3 separate regions of the Zea mays genome follow, and regions 1 and 2 are each linked to region 3. A link is a contact called in public Hi-C data. All regions are on one chromosome and are shown on one strand. Each heading gives the region's core, a stretch centred on a gene start, on an enhancer-like site or on the middle of the called end of the contact. The rest is flanking DNA. Distances are from core to core; before and after follow the strand shown.

What was found. A called contact is a pair of places that touch in the nucleus more often than the background predicts.
Region 1: a Hi-C map of bundle sheath shows a contact between it and region 3, with 2.8 times the contacts expected there. The contact joins the promoter of LOC100277723 here to the promoter of LOC100277620 in region 3. A contact is called at or near these places in 3 of 25 Hi-C or Micro-C datasets (bundle sheath, ear and tassel).
Region 2: a contact with region 3 is called in a Hi-C map of tassel, with 2.7 times the contacts expected there. The contact joins the promoter of LOC103655107 here to the promoter of LOC100277620 in region 3. A contact is called at or near these places in 2 of 25 Hi-C or Micro-C datasets (ear and tassel).

Annotation. Positions count from the first base shown.
Region 1 is chr4:12,916,230-12,918,929 of Zm-B73-REFERENCE-NAM-5.0, forward strand. It overlaps LOC100277723, which reads left to right and starts at 1,340. Exons shown (of 9, transcript NM_001151218.2): 1 at 1,340-1,672; 2 at 2,342-2,521; 3 at 2,612-2,700. The coding sequence starts at 1,465.
Region 2 is chr4:13,127,312-13,130,011 of Zm-B73-REFERENCE-NAM-5.0, forward strand. It overlaps LOC103655107 (galactoside 2-alpha-L-fucosyltransferase), which reads left to right and starts at 1,285. Exons shown (of 2, transcript XM_020551802.1): 1 at 1,285-1,689; 2 at 2,100-2,700. The coding sequence starts at 1,671. It also overlaps the pseudogene LOC103652843.
Region 3 is chr4:12,658,266-12,660,965 of Zm-B73-REFERENCE-NAM-5.0, forward strand. LOC100277620 reads right to left here and starts at 1,407. Exons shown (of 3, transcript NM_001374019.1): 1 at 1,096-1,407; 2 at 566-821. The coding sequence starts at 1,262.

The sequences.
Region 1 (2,700 bases), core at 90-2,589, 260 kb after region 3:
ACTGACAAAATATCCCCATTGTGTTGGAATGACAGACTATAATTATGCATTTGATTGATGAGAATCCATGATGGATTACTATCATTGATGGACTTTTGTTACACCATCATAGAAGTTGCAACGAATGAATGCCTGTAGCGATGAGTCATATTTAGAATATGTACTATTGCCACTATAATATCCCCTAAGTCCTATAAAAGGACAAGTTATTTGCTTTGCACAACCATGCATACATTGTGGTGCATGATAGAATGAAAAGTGTAGCGCCCCAACCTCGTCCATCCTCATTATTCCAGATGAACAATGAGACATATATCTTGAAGAGTATGTTTGAGTTATGAGGGATAATGACTTTGACAAATGTTATCGTCAGGGGGAGTGAATGTTTATATTGATCACAATTGTGAGACACTGAATGTCATATTGTATGCCCTGAAAGCGTCAACTTGACGATAAATATGTGAACCCTCATGAAAGTTTCTATCATATAGATTCAGTCGATCGAAGACCACCGGTCAAAGTGGCTTATTTATGTTGATATGTGCACTTACCTCGTGTATCCTAGAAGTGAGTTGAGGTGACGTTTCTGAGATAATCCTTGCGACAATATGCAATCCATTTGCTAAATCTCTATGTGCATATACTTACAGAAGAAAATGTTTTGCCATATCGAGACAATTTTGCAAGGATTAGGGAAGCACATTTCTAAAGTTAGCTCTTGTAGAAGATTCGATAGAATCCAGATCTAGAAGATCGAAATCTATCCCGATGACAGTTGTTGTACTCTTTTTTCCTTGGTGAGTTTTCCTAAAGTTTCTCACATGAATTTCTTTAACGAGGCCACAAAGTGCATATATAATATGCATTGCCATGCGTTCTTTCTCCATATTTTTTACTGGGTTTTTGGAAGTTTTAACGAGGCATGTCTTTATCACGGTATTCACCGAGGGAGAGCATTAAGAAACCCTAATTAGGGTGATATGGGTAAATACCGAATTACCTCTGAGGACTTGTTCGGTTTAAGTTGGTTTGAGATGGATTGGAGAGGATTTAATCCTCTCCTATTCAAATTTGTAAAGAAGAGAATTTAATCTCATCTAATCCTTTCTAATCAATCCCTAACCGAAGAAGCCTCGGGGTCTCCTGTACACCAATCCCGATCGGGGCGTTGTGTCCTTAAGCGACAGAACGGGCGAGCGCGGCTAGAAGTGGGCCGTAGGAAGAGACCATACGAGGAGGAGCATTTGATGGTTGGACTGAATTCGTGCAGGTCTGCTGGCTCAACTCGGCTTTTGAAAGGTCCGCAGCCCGCAAGAAAACCAAAAGGTCCATTTCCTTCCTCCTACCTCAGCTCAGACGCTTCGCGACGGCCCTGCTGCTCCGCTCTGCGTTCCCCGTTCCTTTCCTCGTGTGCTCTCCTTTCCTCGTGTGCGGCACGCCAAGGCAGCAAGCGATCCTTCCAGAATGCTCCTCCGCGTCGGCCGCCGGGCCGCGCTCCTCCTAGCCGCAACCGCCGCCTTCTCGCGCCTCCGCGATCCCGACACAGCCGTCTACGTTTCGGCCTCCCCGCCGCAGCCGCCACGCCAGGCCTTTTCCTCCTCCGCCGCCGCCGAGGGCCTCCGCTCCGGCACCTGCCTCTTCTCCCCGTATCTGCTCCCATATCCGTTCCAAGGTCCGTTTTCGCCACCCCCTCCCTCGCCTATCTACATCGGTACACCCTAGACCATCGGATAGACTGTCTTTTTGCTGCGTGGCGGAGTCGGGAGTGGTTGCCTGTCCAACTGTCCAAGGTGGTTTGGGTTCGAGGTTTTTGGAATGCCACTCGATTGGGCTTGCGTTTGCTCTCTGCTAGACATCCATCTGACTATCTGCGTACGGCGTTATGCGCATTGGCGGGTCTCGTTACTTCAATTCAGTAGAGGGACCTGTGGTTGGACTCAAGTTTTCAGCCGTACTTTGAACTACTATAGTCAATGGACCAATGTATGTCGAGACGAACACAAGTTGTAATGTGCAAAGGCATGCCATAAAAAGTTGCAGGTGTTGGATCATCCAGATAGGTGGCTGTTTTTAAATATCATAGCATCAGCCTGCTTGCAAGGTCTTTGTTTGAGTCCGGGGAATAATCCTTTTTCACAATATGATAAACTTTGATTTTTACCTATGTGCATCATAGTTACAGTTGACAGATTAGCACCTTCAAGGTGTCCTTAGTAACTCTGATGAGACTGATGCATTTTTGTTTTACCTGAATCTGCAGTTGCCTTGTTTGTTGTTATCTTCGCCTGGGTAAGATAGAGCTCTGTATCAAAGATCTTACTGTGTCCAAATGTGTTTGTAGGGTTCCCAGTACTGAATACCTTCACGTCTGCATCGGTTTCACCTGCTAACAATGGCGACCAAGGTTCTGACGGAAGCTCTGGTGATCCAAGATGCTGCCCAGCGTGTCTAGGCAGGAATTCGATTGCCAAGGCGGCATCTGCAGTTGGTCCTGCTGTTGTAAACATTTCTTCTATGCATGGTGAGAACATATCCGTCTATTTGAAAACTGTCAAATTCCTCACCAGTGTTGTGGCTATGTGCAGTGAACTTCTCGAATTACCTTTTGTAGATATGCATGGATGGGTAAACGAGCAGAGCATTGGATCTGGAACTATAATAGATCCAGATGGGACTATATTGACATGTGCGCATGTTGTT
Region 2 (2,700 bases), core at 35-2,534, 470 kb after region 3:
ATACGTCTAACATCTGCAACAAACCCAATGCTGTGTGCTTCACCAGTGTGATGGCTACCATCTGAAGAATTTGAGGCTCTAACAGTTGACAACAACAAGATATCAACTTCACGACCTTGAAATCCATCAACAGTATTTATTTCCATCTCGGCAACAATCTCAGGACCAAAAGAGGAAGTGAACTTTGAACGAGGTATAGAGAGTTGGCTTTTGTATGGAGTAATGATTCCTATTTTCCTAGAGGTGAACTCCAATGGATATCTGTTCACAGAGAAAGTATATAGCCTTAGTTTCCTACACAATAATAAACATGGGCAGGTAGAGAGACAATACCCTCACCTGTTCTTTAGAAATGACATTATTTCAATAGCTGCATCACCTTCAAAATCATTACAGAGTGACTATGTAGCAACATTTCTTCCACAATGTTCACAGCCGTCAGCAATATCAAAAAAACATGTATGGACCAAGACACTCATGAAAATGAAATGAAGCTGATTTATCAGCCACCTCCGCACCATCAAGCAGTTTATTTTCGTAGAAATGTAAAGATGGAAACGTGCTAATCTCTGGATGCATGTGATACTGCAGACATGTCAAAAGAAATAATCCACAAGGATTTAGCATAAAAGTTTAATGCTATTTCACATTTTGCATACATATCTAGCAAGATGGAAACCTGCTAATCTCTAGATGCAGGCGATACTGCAGACAGGTCAAAAGAAATAATCCATGGTGCAGTCCTCGTACTCCCTCCTGGACACCTGCACTAAGTCGTAGAATTTTTTATGAATGAATAAAAGAGAAAGAAAATAGAAAAAACAAAAAAAGAAGAAACCCGGGTGCCCCCTTTTCCCCAGCCCAGCGCGCTGGCGCGACCCACAAACCTTCTCTTTTCCCCGGCCTGTCCATGTTCTTCACTGTTCCGACCAGGCCCGTATCCCGTTCACGGTGATCAGCTGATGTCGATTCTTCAGCCAACCCAAAGGGAGGTTCAAGATCATCCCATTCGTCGGCGGAAATTGCTGGTTGGCCGCGCGCACCAGGAACGGCTAACAGGCGATTTGCGGTGGCCGCCGCCGTTTGGCAGTCGGTGCGCGGGGCGCCGGGGTGTGGACGCCGCGACAGTAGTGGTCACCGGCGCGGCTTCCCTTGGGAGGTGAGCTCGGAGCTCCTGATATTACGGAGGACATTTTGTTCGCCAAGTAGTATAGTTGGCGAAACCCATTTATAGTATGTCAGAGGATTTTAAAACCAATCGATATCTCAACTGCGGTGCGGAGTCGCACGCTGAAACGGGCAGCAGCACGAGCTCGGATATAATATAGAGACTATAGAGTTGACCTGCACTAAATACATCGTGTCCATTGGCGGCACATCTGTCAAGCCGCGAGACTGAAGCTCCTCCAGATCAGGAAGTCGCAGCAGCAGTACTACAAGAGAATCGGGACACATGCACGAACAGGCTGCATTTACAAGGAGACCCGAGGAAGAAGCTTCCCCTGCTCAGTGGCCAAAATGAACAGAGTGCTCACTGCCGACGACGACAAGCGATGGAATTGGGGGCTAGCGCTTTGCTCACTGCCTTCGTGATGACCGTGCCCACGCTCGTCGTCATCCTCCTCGGCGGGAGCACTGCTGGCGCGCCGCTGGTCTAGGTTAGGACAGCCATGGCCGGCTTTCGGCAAGGTAACTAAGTTTTTCCTCAACGCATGCGCATGTTCGTTCACGGAAAGACTACTATATATAATTAATTTTTACTTCCCTGCATTTTGGGAAGCAGAGATTTTTTATACTCAGTTAGGTTTTACGAGTAGCTTTGGCCTTTGGGTTTGTATAGGGAAGCGCATTTTTTCGGTAAGACTTCGCTGATGAACGGTTCCTCATGAATGCTTCTTGCTAACTAATGAAGTGCTTCCTTCAAATCCAAACGAAGAAAACTTCGCAGTTAGATTAACTTGTTGATTTTTGTCGCCTTTCATGTATGGCCATTGGAATTTTTTTGTTGAATCTATGGCCATTGGATTTGATTGCAGACGTCCAGAGCTGAGGTGATTCATTCATCTTTTGTGCTTACTTTGCAAGCAAACGGTCTGCAGGTCCGGACGATTTCTCCTTCCCGTACACGAGCACGAGGACAGCGCACGACAGGCTCCACGGTTGCCTCTTGGCGGCAGGATTTGACCAGGAGGCATGCCACAGCCGGTACCAATCGGCCATGTATCGCCGAAACCCGGGCAGGGGACCTAGCGAGCACCTCGTCTCCAAGCTGCGACGGCACGAAGCCCTGCAGAGGCGGTGCGGCCCCGGCACCGCAGCCTACTCCAGCGCGCTGGAGCAGCTCAAGTCCGGCAAGAACGCCGGCGAGTCCCCCGTGAATCTAAAGTGCAGGTACCTGGTGTCCATCTCGTACCGCGGGCTTGGGAACCGGATCATCGCCGCGGCGTCCGTGTTCCTGTACGCGCTCCTCACCGACCGTGTGCTCCTCGTCGACTCCAGCAACGAGATGGGAGAGCTGTTCTGTGAGCCGTTTCCCGACACGACGTGGCTGCTGCCCTGGAGGAGCTTCCCGCTGTGGAACTTTAGCTCCGACACGCGCCCACAACGAAGAAACCACCACGACATCCACCTCCCATTTCCCCGCGCTCGGATCGGCGGTATGCCCCGCGCCAGCCCAGGCCGAGGCCCACCCCACGCGCT
Region 3 (2,700 bases), core at 157-2,656:
ACTAAAATCTCCTTGCTATTGAAACATCCTCCTTGTAGGGAAAAAATACTCTGCCTATGTATGGCCAATGTAAAACACGTTTGTTTAACTAATGACAGACTTGGGTAGATCTGCTGCATAATTTCTATTCGGATGAAGCAAATAGTACTCGAAATTGACCTATAGAGTACGTGCTAGTCCTAGAGCAAAGTTAGCAAAGCAAACCAGCTAGGTCGCTAGCCGTTCATCAACCACAACCAAGGCCCATCATGGCAACAGATCGATATGGAACCCAAAGTCTTCGATTTGCGGAAACCTTCCGTTGTGCTAACGATCACTTCATCAGCTTTTGTCTTTTTATATTTGGCCCAAAGTATCAAATTAACAAGCGATTTCCTATCCTACTTCAAATGGAAACGGAAAAGAAACCTTTGGACTGATTCAAATATAATCAGTTTGCTCAAACTCTTCATCAATTATATATATAGTTGCTAGTATAATACTACCACTCGTAGATTAACAATTACGAATATATAGTAATAATAACGAATATACGCATGCAAGTAGTGTCTGTGTGTGTGTGTACCTTGGCGGCGTCGACGGCGCTGGCGGCGGCCACGAACTGCTCCGGCGAGACGTCCTGCAGCAGCCACCTGCTCCGGAAGACGTGCGCGGGCCCCGTCCGCCGCTTGGATATCTCGACGCCGTTGTGGTACACCAGCACCTTCCACCCGTCGTCGTCGCCGCCGCGGCCGGAGTCCGACGACGCCGCCAGCAGCTCCTGGATGCAGCTCTCGCTCGCGTAGCTCACGTACCTCCGCAGCGAGTCCTCGCTGATGGACCTGCATGACCGATCGATCGATCGATCCAGCACGCATATGCATCATCAGGCTACTTAGTTTGACCAAGCGATGATGAATTAATTAATTAAAGGACACTGACACACTGTAAGCTGCTGGAGTAGTAGACAATGGTTTCTTAGGTGATCGGTAGGCGATGATTAGAGCAAATAAATGCGACCTATGTATGTATATCTAGGAAGAACAAAGAGAAGGGAAAAAAAAGATGGACACGATGGAATGCGAAATGGTTTTGGTCTCAGAATAGAATGCCCACCATGATCTGGAGCAGGCAGGTCCGGAAGGGGAGGGCAGAGAGCCGCCGCCGCTCATGCTGCTGGCTCTGCTCTCTGGGCTCTGAAACCCGCCGCCGCCGCCAGCAGCAGCAGCCTGCGCCTGCGACGATACGCCGATGACTGAATGCGAAGGAAATATGGAACACATGGAGGGTTTTTTTCTCTCTTCTTTTCCTTTTTTTTTTCCAGTGGCGCGCGGCGGGAGAGAAGAGATGAGGTTTGTGGGGGGAGGGAGAAATAAATAGTAAGTACAGCTTTAAAGCCAGGCCCGGTGGAAGGTGTGTGTGTGCTTGCTGGTGAGGTGTTGGAATGGAACGGAGCAGGTGTGAGGCCTTTATAGGAACGGAGACCTCGAGAGGTGGGGTTAAGATGAAACGGAGGTGGAGGCAGATGGCAGTGATTGCCCCCACGTGGAGGGTGGCAGTGCTGACAGAGAGGGCGGTGGTGGAGTCAAGCGCAAGCGCAAGCGCGGCAGACAGAGCATGGGGAAGGAAACGGATGGGAGATTGGGGGGAAGAAGAATGCATGCATGGGAGAGTAGAACTGCCACGGTGATCAAGTTTTTTTTTTCTTTTACAAGAATCACATGGAGTTATGGATTTTCAATTTTTTTTATTTTTCCTTGTATGCATATTATATCGAGGCCTTGTCGGTCAGACAGCAAGGGAAATTCTTTTCATACCCATAACGGTCCTTAACGAATCGGTCGTAGGTGTTAGACTATGCAGCGGTACCAAAAACTCACCCTTTGCCGCACACCCCAGATTAAGGGCACGTCCTCTTTTCTCTATTTTTATATTCTAAACTACGAATTAAACACAGATTTAGTATATATATATATATATATATATATATATATATATATATATATATATATATATATACTATTTTAGACTATGACAAATACATATATAGAAAAATCTAATCTAAAATATATTAGGAATAGGATGTATTGTGCAGGGATGAATTTAGATGGCGTCGCTACAGGAGCAGAGGACCTAGAATTTAAGGGGAAAGAATCTTTTAGAGAATGCTGAAAAAGTAAAATTTAGTTCTTATTCTTGTGCCAAAAAGAATCGCACTTTTAACAACTACTCTATGTGGGTTCTCAATAAGTAGATTTCTTGATTTTTTTTTATAAATTATTTTTGAAAATTAAGTACAATTTATAAAAATCATTAAAATTGCTTATATCAAATTAGTATCGTTATAGATTTCGTAATGTATAACCTTTAATAATATATTGGTAATAACCAAGAAATATGCGCTTAATGGAAAGGATGATTCTTTGCCTTTGGTGCATGGTCATAATGGGATGAACCAAAGGGAAGGTTTTCCGCACATGGTATGTTGGCAAACCAAACCTACTCTGCAAAGTAAAGAATTGGGCTTTTTATTAGGTGACCAAACTGTATCTGTGTATCTGATGATAAAGAAAAAAAGGTGATGAAAAGAAGGCCGGCCGGACGGACGGGGTTAGCTAGATAGATGATCGGTTTCGGGGGGCACTTGTCTTTGTTCGTGTGGGGTTTTGGGCATAATTAATACACCTTCTCATTGCGCACACATGTGTGTGCCAACGAGGC